Regions from separate parts of the Mus musculus genome. Here all the other regions are linked to region 2. A link is a contact called in public HiCAR-type, HiChIP or PLAC-seq and promoter capture Hi-C data. All regions are on one chromosome and are shown on one strand. The core of a region is the stretch at or near the end of the contact, and the rest is flanking DNA. Distances in the headings are between cores, read along the strand shown. Region 1 overlaps Clint1 (clathrin interactor 1). Region 2 holds the start of Ttc1 (tetratricopeptide repeat domain 1). Region 3 holds the start of Med7 (mediator complex subunit 7). Region 4 holds the start of Thg1l (tRNA-histidine guanylyltransferase 1-like (S. cerevisiae)). Region 5 holds the start of Sox30 (SRY (sex determining region Y)-box 30). Region 6 holds the start of Clint1 (clathrin interactor 1).

Region 1 (3,061 bases), core at 299-2,798, 2.1 Mb before region 2:
ATATAGTTCCCATTACTACTGAATGTGTGTTCTAACAGATGAACACAGCAACACAAAATCAAAACTAATAAATGAGTGAATAAAATCAGATTTAGATAGCTACTACTCATATATCCTCCCTTCTTTTGCTATGTGGCTTTTTAAAAGTCATCAAAAGTTGTTTTCTAAATACGGAAGGATCAAGGCTCAGCGCTTTTAGACCTTGTCTGCTGCCATTCGTTCCTTCAAGGAGTTTAGCTTAGTTAAGTCACTGACAAACAGATCCACATCAGCACTGAGACAGTCACATATAGACAGTTGGTCAGGTCACAGAACAAACAGTGCAGCTCCTACACCGACACCCACAACAGGACTCTACCAAGAAAAGTGTCCCCTGAATGCCAGGGACACCCCCTCCAACTGCACAACTAATGCGATAATATAACTAAAAGTTATTTCCTTAGGAACCCACAACTTTTGGGGCTCTTGAAGACTTTTAATGAATTTTCCTAATATTCCAGAGATGATTCTGTTGACAACAATTTATATATAAATAATGGTGTTGCTCTTCTCCTTAATTTTTATCAACAATGGAAACAAAATGAAGGCAAGCCAGCCAAAACCAGATCTACAATTTAAGATAATACAAAATGATGGATCTGACACTTTTGTTTATTCTGGTGGCTAAAGACTGCATGGTTGTGGGCAGCTAAAAGCATTCAAACGTAGCTGGGAAGATGAACCACACCAAACAGGGTTATAATCCACCCTTGCATTTTGTCACAGAGATCTCCACTATAAGATGAAGGCGCCTGTACTCCATGTCCATGAAATATTTTCACCAGAGCATTCAGCAATGCTAGGGCTCTTGGAACACTGCTTTCCTTGTTCAAGCTACAAAGGCCCGAGGGTCAAATGAGAGCCCTTTAAAGGCTCGTAGCTGAAGGCCTGTGTGTTGGGGCGGTGAGTGTTTAGGAGAGATGGCAGAGATCCAGAAGTTTAAGAATTTCCTCATTTCCTTAACTGAGAAACAAAAGGAGCCATTAAAACATACCGTTGGGTATAAAGGACATCCACAGAAGGATCATATGCTGTTACCAGGACAGCAAAAACCTAATACTTTCATGAGAATGCTGTTTTAAAGCTTTTTTTTTCCTTCTTCAATAAAACTGCTGCTTTCAAAAATGATCAAAAAATGAAGTTGATATCATAAAGAACTCTAGATTAAAAAAAAAAAAAACTTTTTAAAGCTTCATTAAGCCAGAAACAACCGTAACAAACAACAAAGAACCCTGTGTAGCACAGCCTTATTCCATTTCCATTTTAAAGCACCGATTTCTAAAAAGGTAAATAGAGCTTTTGACCCGCTGTTGTTTGGATAGCCTCAATCTTGGACCTATTCTTGACATCAATAACCTTCTAAAAATGAAAAAAAATTCCCTTTAAAAATAAAAATTAAAAACAATTAAAAAAATTTACTTCCCTGTAGCTTAATTCTAAATCTTCCCAGGTCTGGGAGAGATTTGTGTCCTTGTTGATTTCAGTCACTAGAGGGGGCCCTGTAATCAATTTTTGGACACACAAACTCCAAAGAAATGTCTGAACTTGGCTTTGCTGAAGAGCAGGAAAGCAGGCTTCCCAGCACTTGGGCAACTGCCAATCAAGTAGTTTTTATGCTCGTAGCATAAAAGCATGCTTTACTAGAAAATATCCACAGAGCAGAAGGGAAGAAGTGTGGGCACAACTCAGGTCCAGCTGTGAACGGAGGAGCACTGCGGTAGCAAGTATTGTTCCCACTCTGTCTTTTTTCCAAATGGGGTCAAACGGGTTTGTATCTTCACAGAGCACCACCCTTCTAGTCTAAGCTTACAATTCAATGTTCTGTTATATGCAGGTGTACACATTTCACAGGAAGACAGACAGAAACAGACCCAATAACTTAGTTCCAAGCACCAATTTCAAACCATACTATTTCCTTTATACTCCCTCAATTTCCCCAGTCCACCCTGATGAGCATTCTTACACTCTAGCCACGGGAAACAATACAATCCTACTAAAGTGCACAACAAATTCTGTGTGCCAGTTGCCTCCGCTGTAACTGTCCTACAGGTTAGGACACAGGACACTCCTTACACTTGTGATGGTCTTTGGTTTGGATAGTTAAGTGCTGCAGCATAGTAACTGAAGTTTGCACCCAGTGCTGTGGGAATAAGCCACGGGACAAATGCAAATGCCCACAACTGGAACAACACTAAAACCAGTCCTGAGGAGGAAATGTCACCTCTTAAAGCATTGGACTCCTCAAGAACTTCTAAAGGACAGCTGAAAATCCAGTTTTGAAACAGTTTCGCTCCCTGATAAATACCAATCTTCATACTGGCATAGTCACACTCCTGGAACACTTGTGAGACAGAGTTATCAGGATCAAGAGGTTGAGGGCAGCCTGCACTATGTGACAAGCCCCTGTCTCAGGCCACAATCTCTCTAAATGCTGCAGCACTCTAGTGAATACAGGACATCAAGGGCAACAGGCATTGTTCTGCCCAAGGGAACTTCTGTTGAAATCTTGTCTCAGTCACTGACTTTTATTTTTGGTTTGGTTTTTAGCATATATTAAATACAAAGTGTCTGATGAAGAAGAAAAAAGTGGAAGCTAGAAAGATGGCTCAGATGTTAACAGCACTTTCTGCTCTTACTGAGGACGGCTCAGTTCCCAATGCTCATGTTGTGCAGTCCATGCACAAGCTCCTGGAACTCCAGTTACAGGGAGCCTGATACCTTTTTCTGACCTTTTCTGGCACCAAGGCACACATATAAATAAATAGTAAATCTTTTCTTTCTTTTTTTTATTGGATATTTTATTTACATTTCAATTGTTATCCTTTTTCCCGATTTCTCCTCCAGAACACCCTCCATCCCATCCCCCCCCCCCACGCTTCTATGAGGGTGTTCCTCCACCCACCCACCCACTACCACCTCCCTGCCTTTGCATTCCCCTACACTGGGGCATAGAGCCGTCCCAGGACCAAGGGCCTCTCCTCCCATTGATGCCCGACAAGGCCATCCTCTGCTACATATGCAG
Region 2 (3,104 bases), core at 34-2,533:
AGACCAGTCTGGCCTCGAACTCAGAAATCCCCCTGCCTCTGCCTCCCAAGTGCTGGGATTAAAGGCGTGCGCCACCACAGCCCAGCGGTATGGGTATGTCTTATGTTTCATTTCAGTGTTAAATCTTTTTTTTTTTTAATAATTCTGTATAGCTCCGGCTGTCCTCGAACTCACTCTTTAGACAAGGCTGGCCTCAACTCAGAAATCTGCCTGCCTCTGCCTCCCATGTGCTGGGATTAAAGGCAAGTGACACCACTGCCTAGCTTCTGTGTTAATTCTTAAAGTATCTACATTTAAAAACAAATAAATCAAAGGAACAGTATTTCTGTCTATGAAATTTTGTATAACTCTATGGAATTTTTTTAACTTTACTGTTATCTAATTAACTCTTCTGGTGTGCATGAGTGTTTGTTTACATGTATGCCTGTTTACCATGTGTGTGCCTGGTGGCCATGAAGTTCAGAAGAGGATCTTAAATGCCCTGGAACTGGAGTTAAAGTTGTGGTAAGCTGCTATGTGAGTACTGGGGATTGAACCCTGGTCCTCTGAAAGTGCAGTCATTGCTCTCAATTGCTAAGTCATGCTTCCTAGCCCCTTGTGGGAATTCATGACTGAGCCTAGGAGAGACTTAACCAGTCTTGATGAAAGGCTACTTTCCTTTCCGATGTCTTTTTAATTTTCTCCATCTTTGCTATCCTGTCACAAGAAGAATGGCATTGTTTCAATTTTTTGCAAATCTCTGATTTAATACAGGACAGGTGAAGGCCTGGAGGTCTAGCTCACAAATAGACGGACTTGCCTAACAGCTAGAATAATTCACCCCTTTTTGTATTCCTTCTGTTGCACTATATCAGAAGACAACCTCTGGAAAGCGCTGTACAGTCATGAGAAAATGAGTGGAAAAAGTGTGTAATATTTACTGTTTTGAAAACTGTTACTCTCCTAACAGAGCTCTTGAAAGGCACTTTGGAAACTACTGGAAAGAAATGTTTATTTAGGGACGAAGGATGTTTTCGGGTTCTTATGCACATTCCTAACATGAGGGACGCCAGAATAAAGACGTTTTTAAAGCCACAAGTAGTCGCGTTTGAAAAATTACTTTGTGCTAATTGGCAGGATTTGACATAACTCAAGATGACAGCTGAGGCTCATAGTACTGAGCCGTACAGTGACGTCACACAGCTACTTCCGCTCACTCTCTTCGAGTTGGCCACTACATTTCCCAGAATGCTTTGCCAGCAATGGCGCCATTGGCCAGCGCGGCCGGAAGTGCACCTGACTCAGGAGGAAGTAGAAGGACTCGGAGGCAGGAGCGGTGGAGAGAGGAGCTGGGAGGTTGTGAAGCCCATCGTGGGTCTCGCGGCGTTCGGTGAGGACTGTGGCCTGGGACAGGCGCGGGGTCGCGCGGGGAGGGGCTTTTCTAACCTTGACTCATAGCCGGGAGGGACGCGACACTCGAGTAAAAGCGAAGCCTGCGAGTCCTGACCCTCCCTTTTAACTTTTCCTTTTAACAGGCTAGGACGAATTCGGACTTTAACGCGACACTGGGTCATTGGCGTGGTTTTGCTGCGACCAGAGGGGTGGCAGGCACCGCAGAGGTTCTGACTCAGCTTCTAGAGCAGCAGTGGTTAATAGGATGAACGTAAAATCATCAGAGTCACTTTAAAAAAACAGAGATGCTCTGACCTGACTGCAGACCAATATTGTCAGGATCTGGGCAGCAGGGTTGCGCAGCGAGAGTTGAGAACCGGCTCTTCCAAGGCTGAGTTCTGAGTCCCTGGAGGATGCCTGTGAAAACATCTGCGCAAAGGCTCCCCTTCCAGAATTAGCTACCTAAGCTATACCGCTTGCATTTGCTTACGATGATAAGCACGATTTGGGCACAGATGCCATCTTGGGCTCCATAAGAAACTTATTCTTCGGCTCCCGGTGGCGATAGTGTCCCATTCGGACTTCATTGTTTCCTGTTGACAACTTGGTCATTTATTCTGAACAAAGATTAGAACTCTTTCTTTCTTTCTTTCTTTCTTTCTTTCTTTTTTTTTCCCCTGCAGCTGTTTTGGATTCTGTCTAATTTGTGCCATCCAGCAAGCTGCCGGACGTGGAAAAGTCACATTAAAATCAGTCTTTTCATTTAGGGTATGGATCGAGGGTGTGGTTCAGTTGTTTAAATGGCTTACATGTACCACAAAGTCTGAGATTCGGTCTCCAACACCAGTGGGAAGTGGGGATGTTAGTCTTGGTATAAGTCTGATACCATATTTGATCAGCAAGACTATCAGTTAAAATGATAATTGGCATTGAGTGTGAGTTTATTATACTCTAGTTTGGGGCTGGGGAGGGGCCTAATACAGGGTCTCATAGCCCAGGCTAGCCTCACATTTGCTGTGTAACCAAGGATGGCCTTGAACTTCTGATCTTTCTAACTACATCTCCCCAATGATGAGACTGCAGGAATGGGCCACCACAATTGGTGATATCCTGTTTTTAAAATGACTTCCTTGGACAGGCATGATCCATACTCCTTTAATCCAGCAATGGGGAGACAGAGGAGGGTGGATCTCTGAGATCAAGGCCAGCCTGATGAACAAAACAAGTTCCAGAACAGCCAGGGTCACACAGAGAAACCCTGTCTCAAAAAACAAAAACAAACAAACAAAAAAAAACAAGCCGGGCATGGTGGTGCACTCCTTTAATCTCAGCACTCAGGAGGCAGAGGCAGGCAGATTTCTGAGTTCGAGGCCAGCCTGGTCTACAAAGTGAGTTCCAGGATAGCCAGGGCTACACAGAGAAACCCTGTCTAGAAAACAAAACAAAACAAAAAAACCAATAATACTTATAAAACAAATAAATAAAAATAATGACTCCCCAGTCAAAGAAAGTCAAGCTGTGTTTGGCGGGGTTATATGTAGAAGTTTGTTTAGGTGTGAAAGACAGAAGGGTTTTTTTTTTCCATATTTTTTTTATTGGGTATTTATTTCATTTATTTCCAATGCTATCCCAAAAGTCCTCCACACGCTCCCCCACCCACTCCCCTACCCACCCACTCCCACTTCTTAGCCCTGGCGTTCCCCTGTACTGAGGCATATAAAGTTTGCACGACC
Region 3 (2,949 bases), core at 278-2,777, 2.7 Mb before region 2:
CGTTCACTTTCCTTTTTACTGTACAGTGGTCTCCAAACCCAAACACTTAAAACTCTCTTTACATCTTGACAAAAATCACCATTGTTGCTGGGCAGTGGTGGCGCACGCCTTTAATCCCAGCACTTGGGAGGCAGAGGCAGGTGAATTTCTGAGTTCGAGGCCAGCCTGGTCTACAGAGTGAGTTCCAGGACAGCCAAGGCTACGCAGAGAAATTCTGTCTCAAAAAAACAAACAAACAAACAACTATAACAAAACACCGTTGTTAAATTTCATATTTCAAATATTTTCCAAGGTTTCTGAAGGAAGCCACATCTTACAGTATAGTAGAGTTAGTATAGTACAGTTTTCTTAACACATTAGCAATTTTTACATCTTTTCTACATAAATTTAAAACCTAAATCCCAACATATATGGTCAAAATAACCTTTGCTTTTTCCAATTTAAGTACATTATACAATGAGAAGATTCTTGAGTGCTTTCTCACACTGATGTACACTGCCAATACCTTAAATCTGAGGGAAGCAACTCCAAATTCTTCAGATTGTCTAACTGTTAGAGCTAATTCAGGGTGTATATACCTAGAACACGAAAGTCTACTTGTAGCCACTTCAAGTCAACACCTGGCCTAAATTTCATCCCCCGAAGGCTTTTGAAGTTGGGGATCTGCGCTTCCCTTAGCCACACCCACACTAAACCCGCAGTTTCCCGAAGGTTTTTAGTAAGTGACAGATCCGCATCCTCACTCCAATCATCAGGACGGTACGACTACTCCCAATTTGACTATAGAGACAAGAAGCCAATTCCCAACGTGCAGAAGGGGGTGAATTGTACAACGGGAATCCGCATTAGTTTTTTCGGGCGCAAGTGCAAACCCCCGTAACTTGGGCATCCCGCGTTAGAGCGGGCCACCTTACAGAAACCGCCCATTACCGGTTCAAACTGAACTTTTCAAAGCCGCTGGAGGTCGTGACTCGCTAACACTAACAAGATCCAGTGTCTCGTGGGTGCTTTTTTTTTTGGGAGGGGGGGGGTCCGCAAGCTCAGACACTTGGCTCACTTTGTCCCCGTGACTGGGTCCCCGCGGAAAGTCTGGTACAGGATGAATCCGGCTCCGACCCAGGCTCTCGCTCCCCTCCCCCAGCCCCCGCGCTCCCAGGCGGCTACTGTCACTTTACCAATGGCGACAGGGCAGGCTAAGACCACGACATTATAAAAGCCCGTGGCGTGGGGACGAGAACTCGGACCTCCCAACCTCCCGTCTGGCTTGTCGTCCGGAGAGAGCGGTACTCGGTGTACCTTCGGCCGGCCGCCTGCCTCAGGCCCCGGGGAGGCTTCGCGGAGGAACCGGGAGGAAGGCTAGCCCGGGCGTCCCAGGCTGTCCCGCGCCGGACTTCGGCGCTCCACGCCGGGAGAGACGCAACCGCGGGGGCGGAGAGACAGACTTAGGCTGCGGTCGCCAACCGCCGCCGCCCGCTCACCTCAGCTCTTTCTTGCTTTTCCGGTAGTGACTTTTCCTCAGCGCAGCGGAAGCACAAGTTCCGGTTGCCTTCTCAGGAAGAAGCCTCTGACGCGGGCCTCTCATTGGCTACCAAGGCTGTCCTATAGCAGGTCCTACTCCCGCCCTAAAGATGTTGCACATGCGCACTTTCGCATCTCCTGCTTCTCTCGGGAAAGATCCGCTGTCTGGTTTCTTGGTCAGGTCAGGAGAATACTTCTTCGTACTTTTTGTTAGTAGAAGAAAGTACTCTCTAGTAATTCCATTCCTTGCAGCCCCCACTTTTATACGAGACTTTTAAAATTAAATACTTGCCTTATGTAAAAGTCAGAAAATACAGATAAGCAATATATTTAAAAATTATACTAATGTAATCATCAAAAATGTTTTTTAAAAGCAAGATTGTACTCTATGATATATTCATATATATGGAGATATTTGTGAACATGATTAAGAATAACATCCTAAACCTTCATTTTCCCCCTTCCATTCACTTTTATTTTCATTTAGGAATTCAAAGATGTCTATAACAATCCTTCCACAAATTGACAAGTGAAAAAAACTTAATATAATTTTTTAAAATGGAGGGAGTGGGTAATTTCACTGTGTAGCCCAGGCTGGCTTCAGATGTCTCTTCCCAGCCTCTGGAAAGCCAGAGGTATAGAAATGAGCCATCAGGACTAGCAAGAAATATTTCCATTTTGGCCTTTCCCTGAGGGAGAGGAGGAGGGGGAGGGAGGAGAGAGAGAAGAGTTGTTAACAGATGATATGGGAGTCGTAAGATGCAGTGTTGCAAACTAAAAGTAAGATAAACAGCTCTGCTTCACAAACAAGAATGTCTCAGTTTCTTCCTTTAAATATGTGGAGCATTGCAGGCATAAAAACAAAAGAAGAGTCTACTCACTACCAACTTCCATAGTTATATGAGCCCCATCATTTTGTCTCTAGTCTGGTATGAACCTCTAAAAGGTAAGGGCTCTTCGTTTTTTCCTATACCCACAGATTTATTATCTTACTGAAAGTGTACTAGGGGTTATTACACTGATAGAATGAATGTGTGTATGCACATGGATATATATGTATATATGACTTATCCGAGTGACTTACAAGATGCAGTTCAAGTAGTCCAGCAATGGCTGTCTCAGCCCTGAAAGGCTGAGAATCCTGTAGTTGCTCAGTCTAAGAGGCTGGATGTCTCAACAGACCCCCACCTGGCATTGGAGACCTGGAAGATTCCTGGAGAGCCACAGGTCTTCAGTCCATGTTGGAATCCCAAAGAAGTTTGGTTCTAATACTGGCAAAGGAATGGCACAGCAGTGGTACAGATGAAGTTGCCAGTGAGTGTTAGAGCAAGCAACCAAAGAGCAGTTTCCTTTCTTCATGTCCTTTTATCTGGGCAGCCACAAGAAAATGCCACTCAGTCTTTCTGCTTCTAAAGATTAGCCATCACCCAA
Region 4 (2,711 bases), core at 196-2,695, 2.2 Mb before region 2:
GAATTGTAGTTCTATATAAAAGACAAGAAAAGGGCCTTGTTCCCTTTAATAATCAATTGCCAGTGTAAGAAGTTAGTGTAACAATACTTCCAAAACTATCCATGAACTTTCCTCTCTTTGAGTATTGTTATGTTGCCTGGGCCTTCACTTATTCCATACATGATAATCACTCACTGTTGTTCTGATACTCAAATCACCTCAGATTTGCTCAGTGGCAGCACTAGTCCTCTGGGCTCATTTTGTCACTTCGTCTTATTACTCCTAGCAGTTCTTTCCCTTCTGCCACAACATGTGCCCCAGTCTCATTTTGTGTTTTCTGTGACTCATCTAACTAGGAGGCAGTCACTTCTTCTAGGAGTATACTCTAGTGGAGAGAGGTGTTAGCAACCACGAATTGTATGCCTATTGCTTTCAGGGTATCATTTCATCTGTGCCCAGTGGGCAAAGCTAGGAAATGCATTTTAAAACAATCCTGAGTTCAAGAGTGGGCAGATGGCCCTGTAATTATTATGTTTGCCAGGCAAGCGTAGAAATCCAAAGTCAAATTCTCAACATTCAGATATAAAGTGGGATGTGGAAGCTTATACCCATCAGCCCCAGTGTGAGATAGGCAGAGAGAGGAGGCTCCCTCAAACTTGCTGGCCATCTAGTGACTTCTAGGTCAACCAGTGAGAGCCAGGATCAGTGAAAGGCAGTCTTAAAATTAAGATGAAGGGGGATTGACGAAGATACTTGATGTCTTCCTCTGACCTCCACAGATGCACATAAACTCACCCACACACATACAAAATCTTTTAATAGTGATGAGTACAAATTTTAAATTCACCTAATGACATATGGCAGGGTAACCTGCCTCTGGTATTCACTTTTGGAAAGCCTGAGAAAGGAAGGACACACCATGTGGCTTCCAGGGATCAAAGTTATCACACCTGGCATCAAGCATCTTTACAGACTGAGTTGTCTTGCTGGCCCTTTCTTTGTTTAAATCACACTTTACTGGAACAACCACTAAATAACTCTAGAAAAAAAAAAAAAAAAACCAAACAGGGTCAATGGAAGAAAATACAAAATTGTACAGATGATCAATTTCTATTTTATGTTCCTTGTTTAAACTTACCTAGAAGAATCTAGAAGATCCTCCCCACCCCATCCCCGAACTATAAAGTGATAATTTAGTGTATTTCATCTTAGCAAGGAATTTAGAAATGCTACTTAGAAATGCTTTATAAATGCTATTTAGAAGTACAAGACAAAAAGGTCACAACTATACTTTTAAACTTGGTCACAAAACAACATCTGATAGCTTGCGATTTGCTGCCTACGGGGTAACAGACAGGCACCCACAGCCCAGAAGAACACGCCTGGCAGCCAGCTGAGTTGAAGGCAATAGAGTCAATAGAGAAACCTCCACCGTGGCTAGAGCGGCTCTGACAGCGACAGGAACTTCCGGGGTGGGGCCCGTCCATTGCTTCCTTATGGCGAATGTGGGCTTTCCGCACAGCGAGGATCGGCAGTCTTTTGGCTGCTACTTCCGTTATTTTAAGACGGTGCCTGAGATTGGGGGTGGCCATGGCCAAGAGCAAGTTTGAGTACGTGCGGAATTTTGAGGTTCAGGACACATGCCTGCCGCACTGCTGGGTGGTGGTGCGGCTGGACGGCCGGAATTTCCACCGGTGAGCTGGAGGGGCGGGAGACCGCGTGGTGCGCCCACACTTCCGGGAAGTGCGCCTCTCGTAGTTACCGGGGTAACGCGACAGCCAATGAACACTCAGCATTGAGCGTCGCCTGAAGGACTTGCTAGGTGGTTGAGATATTTAAAAGGAACTGGGTACTGTAATTGGTGAAAAACCCGTGCTACTTTAGCTGAAACCAGTTTGCAAGAACTTTGTGTGTGTGTGTGTGTGGGGGGGAGGTGTCATTTCTCGGTCCACTACTTAAACTTCAGTCACACGTGCGACCCTTTTGTTATTTTTGAGAGTTGTTAAGAGGCCCGCATAAGCCTAACTGTGGTCATGAGTTGATAGTATGTCCCGTTCTCATAGTCAGCTTCATATTACATGAACTGACTGCACTAGAGTCAGGAAGAAAAAAGGAGAGTAAACTATTGGGGACTTAATTTCAATAAAGGGCTATGTTATTCGTTATTACCATTTTATAGCTGTTTAAGTACATAGAGCTATAGTAATGTTTATTGAGCACTTAGTAAGAGCATTTTGATCTCCTAATCAGCAATACAACCTGATAAGGTAATAGTGTTCTCAATTCACCCAGTAAGGTGAAACTTCACAGAAAAGTGGATTGAAGCCTAGCAGTTGTATCCCTTTTTGTCAGTGTGTCAAAGTAAGAAAGAAAAACGTGTTTTTTTTTTTTTTCTGTACATGCTTATGCGTAAGTTTAGGGTTAATGTTGGGTGTCCCTCCTCAGAGCTGTCCTCCTTGTTTTTCTTGAGACAGTCTCTCATGGAACTTCCTTGGAACTCACCAGATACTCTAGCCTGGTGGTCATCTAGCCCCAGGAATCCTGCCTCCACCTCTCCAGCACTGGGATGACAAGCAGGTGCCACCAAGCCCCCACCCTGTTTTATGTTTTGGGGCTAGAACTTGGTCCTGACAGTTTACCTACTGAGCTATCTCTCCATCTCTCTTAACTGCCTCTGTGGATGGTGTTGGTGATGACACTCTCCACCGCTTGTGCCCCTCTCTTTCCTCTAT
Region 5 (2,702 bases), core at 52-2,551, 2.2 Mb before region 2:
CCTTCTGTTGAGTCTATTCTCTTAATCTGTTTACTAAGTCTTAAGAGTGACTGTTTATAAAAACTGTGGCAATACTTAAGTGTATTTTACCAGTATGTGGGCAAATCAACCAGAAGCACTCCCTGTGCAAGCTAAGGGCCGTACCAGGATTCTACTTTTCGAGCTTCAGCTCCTGAACTGCTAATATGTCTGTGCAACACAGACCTGTGAAAGCCAGATTCCCCTGGCTTCTAATACCTGCATCTGAGGGCAGCACGGTGAGGGGGACATCTTTGGTTTCAATTTTTACAGAAGGCTCCAGCAAGGACTGCATTTTAATAGGCACTGGTGTCAGGGGGACTTTGGACAACCGTATCAACTCAGAAGGCGGAGGCCCCTGAAACTGGATACGGGCTCCAGGTGGGACGGTGTGGAGTGTCAAAGGGAACCTTAGGTCTTGCTGGTGTGGCCCAAAAGCACTAGGCGGCTGGGCCAGGATGGCCTCCTTGCTGCTGTGGACCAGGCCATTGGACGTGGCCTCCGTGCCCAGCCTACAATCGTCCCTGGGTCTGTCTGGCTCCTCCGTCTTGATGACTCCTTCTCCGATGGCCAGCAGGCTCTTGCCTTCCCCGCCTTTCAGCGCATCCCTCGGAGCCTCCTCTGCCTCCAGCTTGGCTTTCTTCTCATCGCTTCGGCGGCCGTCGAGGGCCTTCCCGGTGCCATCCAACTTGGCGGCCCTCGAGGCTCTCGGGCCGGCCTCGGTGGTCCTCCGAGATCCCACCGACAGGTCCAAGCCCGCCCCCAGCTCTTGCTTCTCGGCCTTGACGAGCAGCGTCCGGGGCTGCATGGGGTGCAGCTCCGGCCTGCAGGGGCCTCCGTCGGCCGCGGACTGCGGAGGCAACAGCAGCAGCTCCGGCCTCAGCTGCAGCAGGCGCGCCTGCGCGGACGAGGCGGCGGCGGCAGCGGCAGCGGCGGCGGCGGCTGCGCCCTCGTCGGGAGCCGGAGGCACCCCCGGTCCTCCGGGAGGCAGCAGCAGCACCTGTTCCGGCTTCACTTGCAGCAGGCGTCGCGTCCCTGCCGCCTGCGCACCCGCCGCCGCGGCCTCCCCGCACGACGAGGCCACCGCGGCCATGGCGGCCGTGGCCTGAGCCGACGGCGACTGGGAGCGCTCTGCGGCCGCGGCCCGGAAGGTGGCGGCCTCGACGGGCTGCGCGGGCGGAGCGGGGCGCAACGGGCGCGGAGGGGTGGGCCGCGGCGGTTGGCGCGGCGGCGGCGGCGGTGGCGGCGGTGGCTCCGGCCTGGCTCTCTCCATGGGGGAGGGGGCGGGCGGGCCGCGGCCGGGATTGTGAGCTCAGCCGTTTGTTGGCGGCCTCCCCCTCCCCCTTTCGGTTAAGACCCTTCCAAGGCCTTGGCTACCCAGAACCCTACGCGCTCCACAGACGGGCTCGCCTCGCCCAATCAGGAGCGGCCCGGTGTCTCCCGCCAGCCAATCACAGGCACGTTCCCCGGCTCCTCCCACCCTCCACACTAGCCGCGTGCGAGAACCCTGGAATCATCCGCCATAGACCGGGCCGAAGCTCCTTGTGTCCCATTTTCCACGCCTCTTCACTCTCCCTCTCTTCCGGATTCTCTTTAGGCCTTGACCTTGGTTACCCCGCCCCCTCCTGGAGCGCGACAATGGCGTTGCCCAGGAAACCCTTCTGTTCCACGCCTTTACCAAGGACCTCCAGGGATGAAGGCGTGGGCCTTTCTTGCGGGCTGGGCTCTCGGCCTTGTGTGTTCATAAAGCCGGAGTCTGATAGGGTCTTCTAGTCATTCTCAAGTATGGGGACACCTTGGAACTTATAACTGATCTTACTGGACCTGGTTTTTGACTAGGTATAACTATTTTACTAGTTGAATTTTCAGTCTGCTTCCAAGATGCGACCCAGATTCATCCACCTTTTGAGGTCCCACCCACCATTATCCTGCTTAGGCTTCCATTGTCCTTCTCTAATTCCATATGGATGTTACAGTTCTCCTGAAGTTTTGCTCTTCACCTATGTCCCACTACCTCCCGACTGCCAGTTGTTCTAAAAATACAAGTCAAACTGTCACATTTCCCCCAAATCTTTCTGCCGCTCCCACTGGTTATGAGATAAAAGTTCGAAATTCTTAACCCCGCAGAGCCTGATAAACCTGATTAGTAGCTTAGGCTATACCTACAGTTTGAGTTTTTTACACTTTCACCACATTGCTTCCCATGCTATTCTTTTTCATCACAGGACGCTTTAGCAAGTCAAGCATTTATGTCTCTTGTAACTCCCGTTTATTTTTCAACTTGGAGCTGAACCGGCATTTCAGAGAAAACCATGACAGCATTCGTTCGAATCTCTTTTATGCACTCACACCTGATCATGTCCTTTGAAGTGCTTTCTTTGTGTGATTATTCTGCGCCTCTTCCAGTTGATTGTTACCTCCTTTGGGAAAGAACTGCTTTTGTTTTGCTCATCATTGACTCCCCAGTGCCGACTGTTGAGTAATTGTGCAATAAATGCTTATTGAATAAAGAAATAAGAACTGCCACAGCATAATAAAATAGTAATACTATGTATATTAAGGGCTCATTTTAAGGTTTTTTTTCCATGTGTGTGCCTCTTCTTTTAAGAAGGAGTGTGTTTAGTTTTTATTCAATATTAGCAAGTAAATGAGAAATTATCAACATTTCCTGCATCACTAGACAT
Region 6 (2,994 bases), core at 159-2,658, 2.1 Mb before region 2:
AAGTCAGTGGGAAAATTGTTCTCTTCAGAAGCACAGACAGGAACGTGTTGTATCACAAATCATCCTAAGGAAACGGAAGCCCCTGGCTCTTCACCCTCATGGACTAAGAGGGCCGCAATGATCTTCATCCTGAACTGGAGAAGACGGGAATTCTACAAAGTTAAGAACTTAGCTCTTTCGGTTCTGAAAACGGTACTCCTTAAGCACTTCCTTGGTAGCAAAGCACCATCAGAAGCGTCAGACAAGTTGCTTTAAAGAATGTTGTTTTCTGGGGTCAAAAAGAGCTTCTATACTTCCTGGTTTCAGGTTAGGTGGGTGGTTCAAAAGAACTGTTTCTTTACCACACTTATTGCATAATCACAAAAACCCAAAAAGGAAGAGGGCTGGTTAAATATTTAAAGTCTTATTTCCTGGTGACCTAAAAGACCTACTGTTATTTTCGATATGCTCAACTTAAAGTGCTAAGGGTTTCTGAGTATACTAAAAGCACTGAGTTATTTTACTCTGAAAGGAGTTAAAAACAGGTCAACAGGATATAAACTGGGCTTTTTTTCTTTTCCTTCACCCTTTAGAGTAATTTTTATTTACATGATTGCCCACCCCAAAAGGAAGTGTAGTGGTAAAGTTAGAGGAAAACAGTCACGGAAAGTTGTCTGGTCATCTGCTTTCACTTAGTGTGACAAACCCGAAGGGCGAGTCTCCTCTTGAGCAACTCCAGCCTGTCCACAGTGACCACTTGTTACACCTCCCACTCACTCCACTGCAGGTTCACTAGAAATTCAAAGGTGTCTACCAAGGTAAAGGGCATACCAGGCCAGGCCTAAGGTGTCTCCGAATTACACCACGGGGGTTACCGGGGACGGGAGCACGCGTCCCCTCGCCCCCAAGCCGGGCCTGGTGTCCAGGAGGCCAAACTCCAAGCTGGGTACGACGATCAAAGCATCTGTCTGCCCGGCGCGGGGTAGGGGCGCGGTGAGGACGTCCCGGGGAGCAGAGACCGGAGCAGGGAGGGGGGTTTTGAGCCGCCAGAGGCTCGGAGACCGAGGCCCAGGCCCGCCGCGGCCGCCGCCTTCACCAGGCCGCAGGGCGGGGGGGCGTGCCGCGTGTCCCCGCGCGCTGGACCACCGTGCGCACGCTCCCCGCCCCCGCCGCGGGGCCGGCCGCAACTGCCCCCCGATACTCACGCTTTGTCCACCAGCTCCCGCACCTTCCACATGTTCAGCATCGCGCCCCGCGCGGCCCGGCCCGCCGCCGCCCGCCGCCACTCTCCACGGACCCCGGGACGCCTCCGCGCCGGGGCTGGTCCAGGTCCGGGTCGCCGCCGCCACCCACCGCCGCGAACTCTCCCTAGCCGGAGCTCCTTCTCCCGGCCACAGCCACGGCGCCGCCAGTGACACGTCGAGACGCGGCCGCACCGGCGCTGCGTGGGGCGGAAGTGGCCGGCTTTCCGCCCGCGCCGCGCGCCGCACGCCGGGAATTGTAGTCCGCGCCCTGCGCCCCCGGAGCGTGAGAGGGCTGAGATCGCTGCGGTTTGGGGACCTCTGACACAGCCTCCGCGTGATTGCCATCACAACAGTTGCAAGACTTACTCGCGCTCACCTTCTTCAGATGTACACATTGATGCTAAGCACGATTACAGAGTGTGATTGGCGTGCGTGTTCTTCATCTACGCACGTGTTTCTGCATTTGCTTCCAAACATATAGGCGTCTATACATCACTGAACCTGGGATTCCAGCCCTGACCAGTGTAGAATTTTATTCTAAATCCTTCCCCACTCTAGTTTTATGATACAATGATTTTATCTGTAGACAGCTACCTAGTACCCTCGTTAAGATAGTTTGTAACAAGCCTCAGAAACTTAGTTCACATTAGTTGGGAAACCAGAAAGCCACCAGTACTCATACACAGCATACCTATATGTGTTTTATGTGATATACCCAAGAACTCTGTGGCTTTGGTTTCTAAAAGCATACATAATTTTTGAGATCTGCTAAAGTAATTTCCACTGATCAGGTTTTTCACTTAATATGTCAGTCAAAACTTGTGATAAAACTTGAAGTAATACTACATTTTGTTTTAGGCAATTCCTTAATTTTTATAAGTTTTACCTGCCCTGGTTGCAGACTGCTTTAATCCTAGCACTCAGAAGGCAGAGGCAGGCGAATCTCAATGCGTTTGAGGACAGTCTAGTTTACATCAGAAGTTCCAGGTCAGCCAGGGTTACACAATAAGACCTTAATTTTTAAGTTATAATTAAAACCTTTAATTAAATGTTATTTATTTGTAAAGAAATAAAATAAAAATTACTTAAATGTTAAAATAAAGTTATATATGTAAATATATATGTATTTATACATATACATTTTTTTAATTAAAAAATAATTCTGCCACTATTTACTGAGCATCTTCAGGGTGTTACAAGCGAGGACTACAGCTGGGGCTCAAGTTCCCTGGGAGCTTAAAGGTCACTGGAGGAGGGACATAACAATCAAGAAAATATTTAATTAGAGAGAATAAGTGCTTGTCAAAACCAAGAACATAATGTTACAGACAACAATGTCAGAGGAAAAACAGCAGAATATTCAGGGCTCTTTGAGGAGATTGAATGTATGCTAAAACTGGAACAATACAAAGGAACTGGCCCTAAGAAGATCAAGAAAAGAATGATTGGGGGAGGGAACACAAGACAAGTAAGATTCACAACGAAGGGCAAACAGTGGCTGTAAATAGCCAAGACCCAGGCCCTCTTATTCCAGATCCTTTAGTCAAGACGTCAGTTTGCATTTACTTGGTTATTGGAAGCAGCTTTGAAAGCACTCCAGTATGGTCCCGAAAAAGAAGCAAACAAAACTGAGAACCTCAGAGTGCAGAAACCAAAACAAAGCTGACTCACATATTCCTTAAGATAGGGGCTCTAGAGATCAAGCTAAGTCAGTTGGAGCCATAGGTTGGGAAAGGAGGCAAAGGGGTGCAGAGGTAATTGGAGAACCAGA

Evidence for each region. Promoter capture Hi-C pulls out the DNA fragments that hold promoters and counts their contacts. HiCAR-type assays count read pairs that join an accessible place to other places. HiChIP or PLAC-seq counts read pairs in DNA pulled down with a chosen protein or histone mark. Capture Hi-C pulls out chosen DNA fragments and counts their contacts.
Region 1: a HiCAR-type map of astrocytes shows a contact between it and region 2, with 7 times the contacts expected there. The contact joins the enhancer-like site here to the promoter of Ttc1 in region 2. A contact is called at or near these places in 6 of 39 promoter capture datasets (the 3T3-L1 cell line, the C10 cell line, hippocampal neurons and 2 more), 2 of 115 datasets of contacts at active chromatin or transcription factors (astrocytes and stem cell-derived neural progenitor cells) and 1 of 9 other capture datasets (adipose tissue).
Region 3: a promoter capture Hi-C map of adipose tissue shows a contact between it and region 2, with 3 times the contacts expected there. The contact joins the promoter of Med7 here to the promoter of Ttc1 in region 2. A contact is called at or near these places in 1 of 39 promoter capture datasets (the C10 cell line), 1 of 484 Hi-C or Micro-C datasets (muscle stem cells) and 2 of 9 other capture datasets (adipose tissue and liver).
Region 4: a contact with region 2 is called in a promoter capture Hi-C map of adipose tissue, with 4 times the contacts expected there. The contact joins the promoter of Thg1l here to the promoter of Ttc1 in region 2. A contact is called at or near these places in 10 of 39 promoter capture datasets (the 3T3-L1 cell line, 3T3-L1-derived adipocytes, the C10 cell line and 6 more), 1 of 15 datasets of contacts at CTCF or cohesin (large pre-B cells), 3 of 484 Hi-C or Micro-C datasets (CD4 T cells, muscle stem cells and regulatory T cells), 3 of 115 datasets of contacts at active chromatin or transcription factors (astrocytes, embryonic stem cells and large pre-B cells) and 4 of 9 other capture datasets (adipose tissue, liver, macrophages and 1 more).
Region 5: a promoter capture Hi-C map of pre-B cells shows a contact between it and region 2. The contact joins the promoter of Sox30 here to the promoter of Ttc1 in region 2. A contact is called at or near these places in 2 of 39 promoter capture datasets (hippocampal neurons and pre-B cells).
Region 6: a contact with region 2 is called in an H3K4me3 HiChIP or PLAC-seq map of pro-B cells, with 10 times the contacts expected there. The contact joins the promoter of Clint1 here to the promoter of Ttc1 in region 2. A contact is called at or near these places in 1 of 39 promoter capture datasets (embryonic stem cells), 2 of 115 datasets of contacts at active chromatin or transcription factors (pro-B cells and stem cell-derived neural progenitor cells) and 1 of 9 other capture datasets (adipose tissue).

The regions. Positions count from the first base shown.
Region 1 is chr11:45,879,733-45,882,793 of GRCm38.p6, reverse strand. All of the region lies in intron 1 of Clint1 (clathrin interactor 1), which reads right to left. Among named protein-coding and RNA genes, the nearest start is that of Clint1, 29 kb to the right of the region's middle. Within about 2 kb of position 1,548, at least 72 of the 459 cell types and tissues checked have an H3K27ac peak or open chromatin away from gene starts, as enhancers often do. A contact at or near this core is called in astrocytes, liver and stem cell-derived neural progenitor cells, where this site is marked.
Region 2 is chr11:43,746,187-43,749,290 of GRCm38.p6, reverse strand. It overlaps Ttc1 (tetratricopeptide repeat domain 1), which reads left to right and starts at 1,283. Exons shown (of 8, transcript NM_133795.2): 1 at 1,283-1,369.
Region 3 is chr11:46,435,539-46,438,487 of GRCm38.p6, reverse strand. It overlaps Med7 (mediator complex subunit 7), which reads right to left and starts at 1,527. Exons shown (of 3, transcript NM_025426.3): 1 at 1,297-1,527.
Region 4 is chr11:45,954,237-45,956,947 of GRCm38.p6, reverse strand. It overlaps Thg1l (tRNA-histidine guanylyltransferase 1-like (S. cerevisiae)), which reads left to right and starts at 1,445. Exons shown (of 6, transcript NM_001080969.3): 1 at 1,445-1,673. The coding sequence starts at 1,483.
Region 5 is chr11:45,978,909-45,981,610 of GRCm38.p6, reverse strand. Sox30 (SRY (sex determining region Y)-box 30) reads right to left here and starts at 1,301. Exons shown (of 5, transcript NM_173384.2): 1 at 238-1,301. The coding sequence starts at 1,291.
Region 6 is chr11:45,850,383-45,853,376 of GRCm38.p6, reverse strand. Clint1 (clathrin interactor 1) reads right to left here and starts at 1,408. Exons shown (of 12, transcript NM_001045520.4): 1 at 1,185-1,408. The coding sequence starts at 1,225.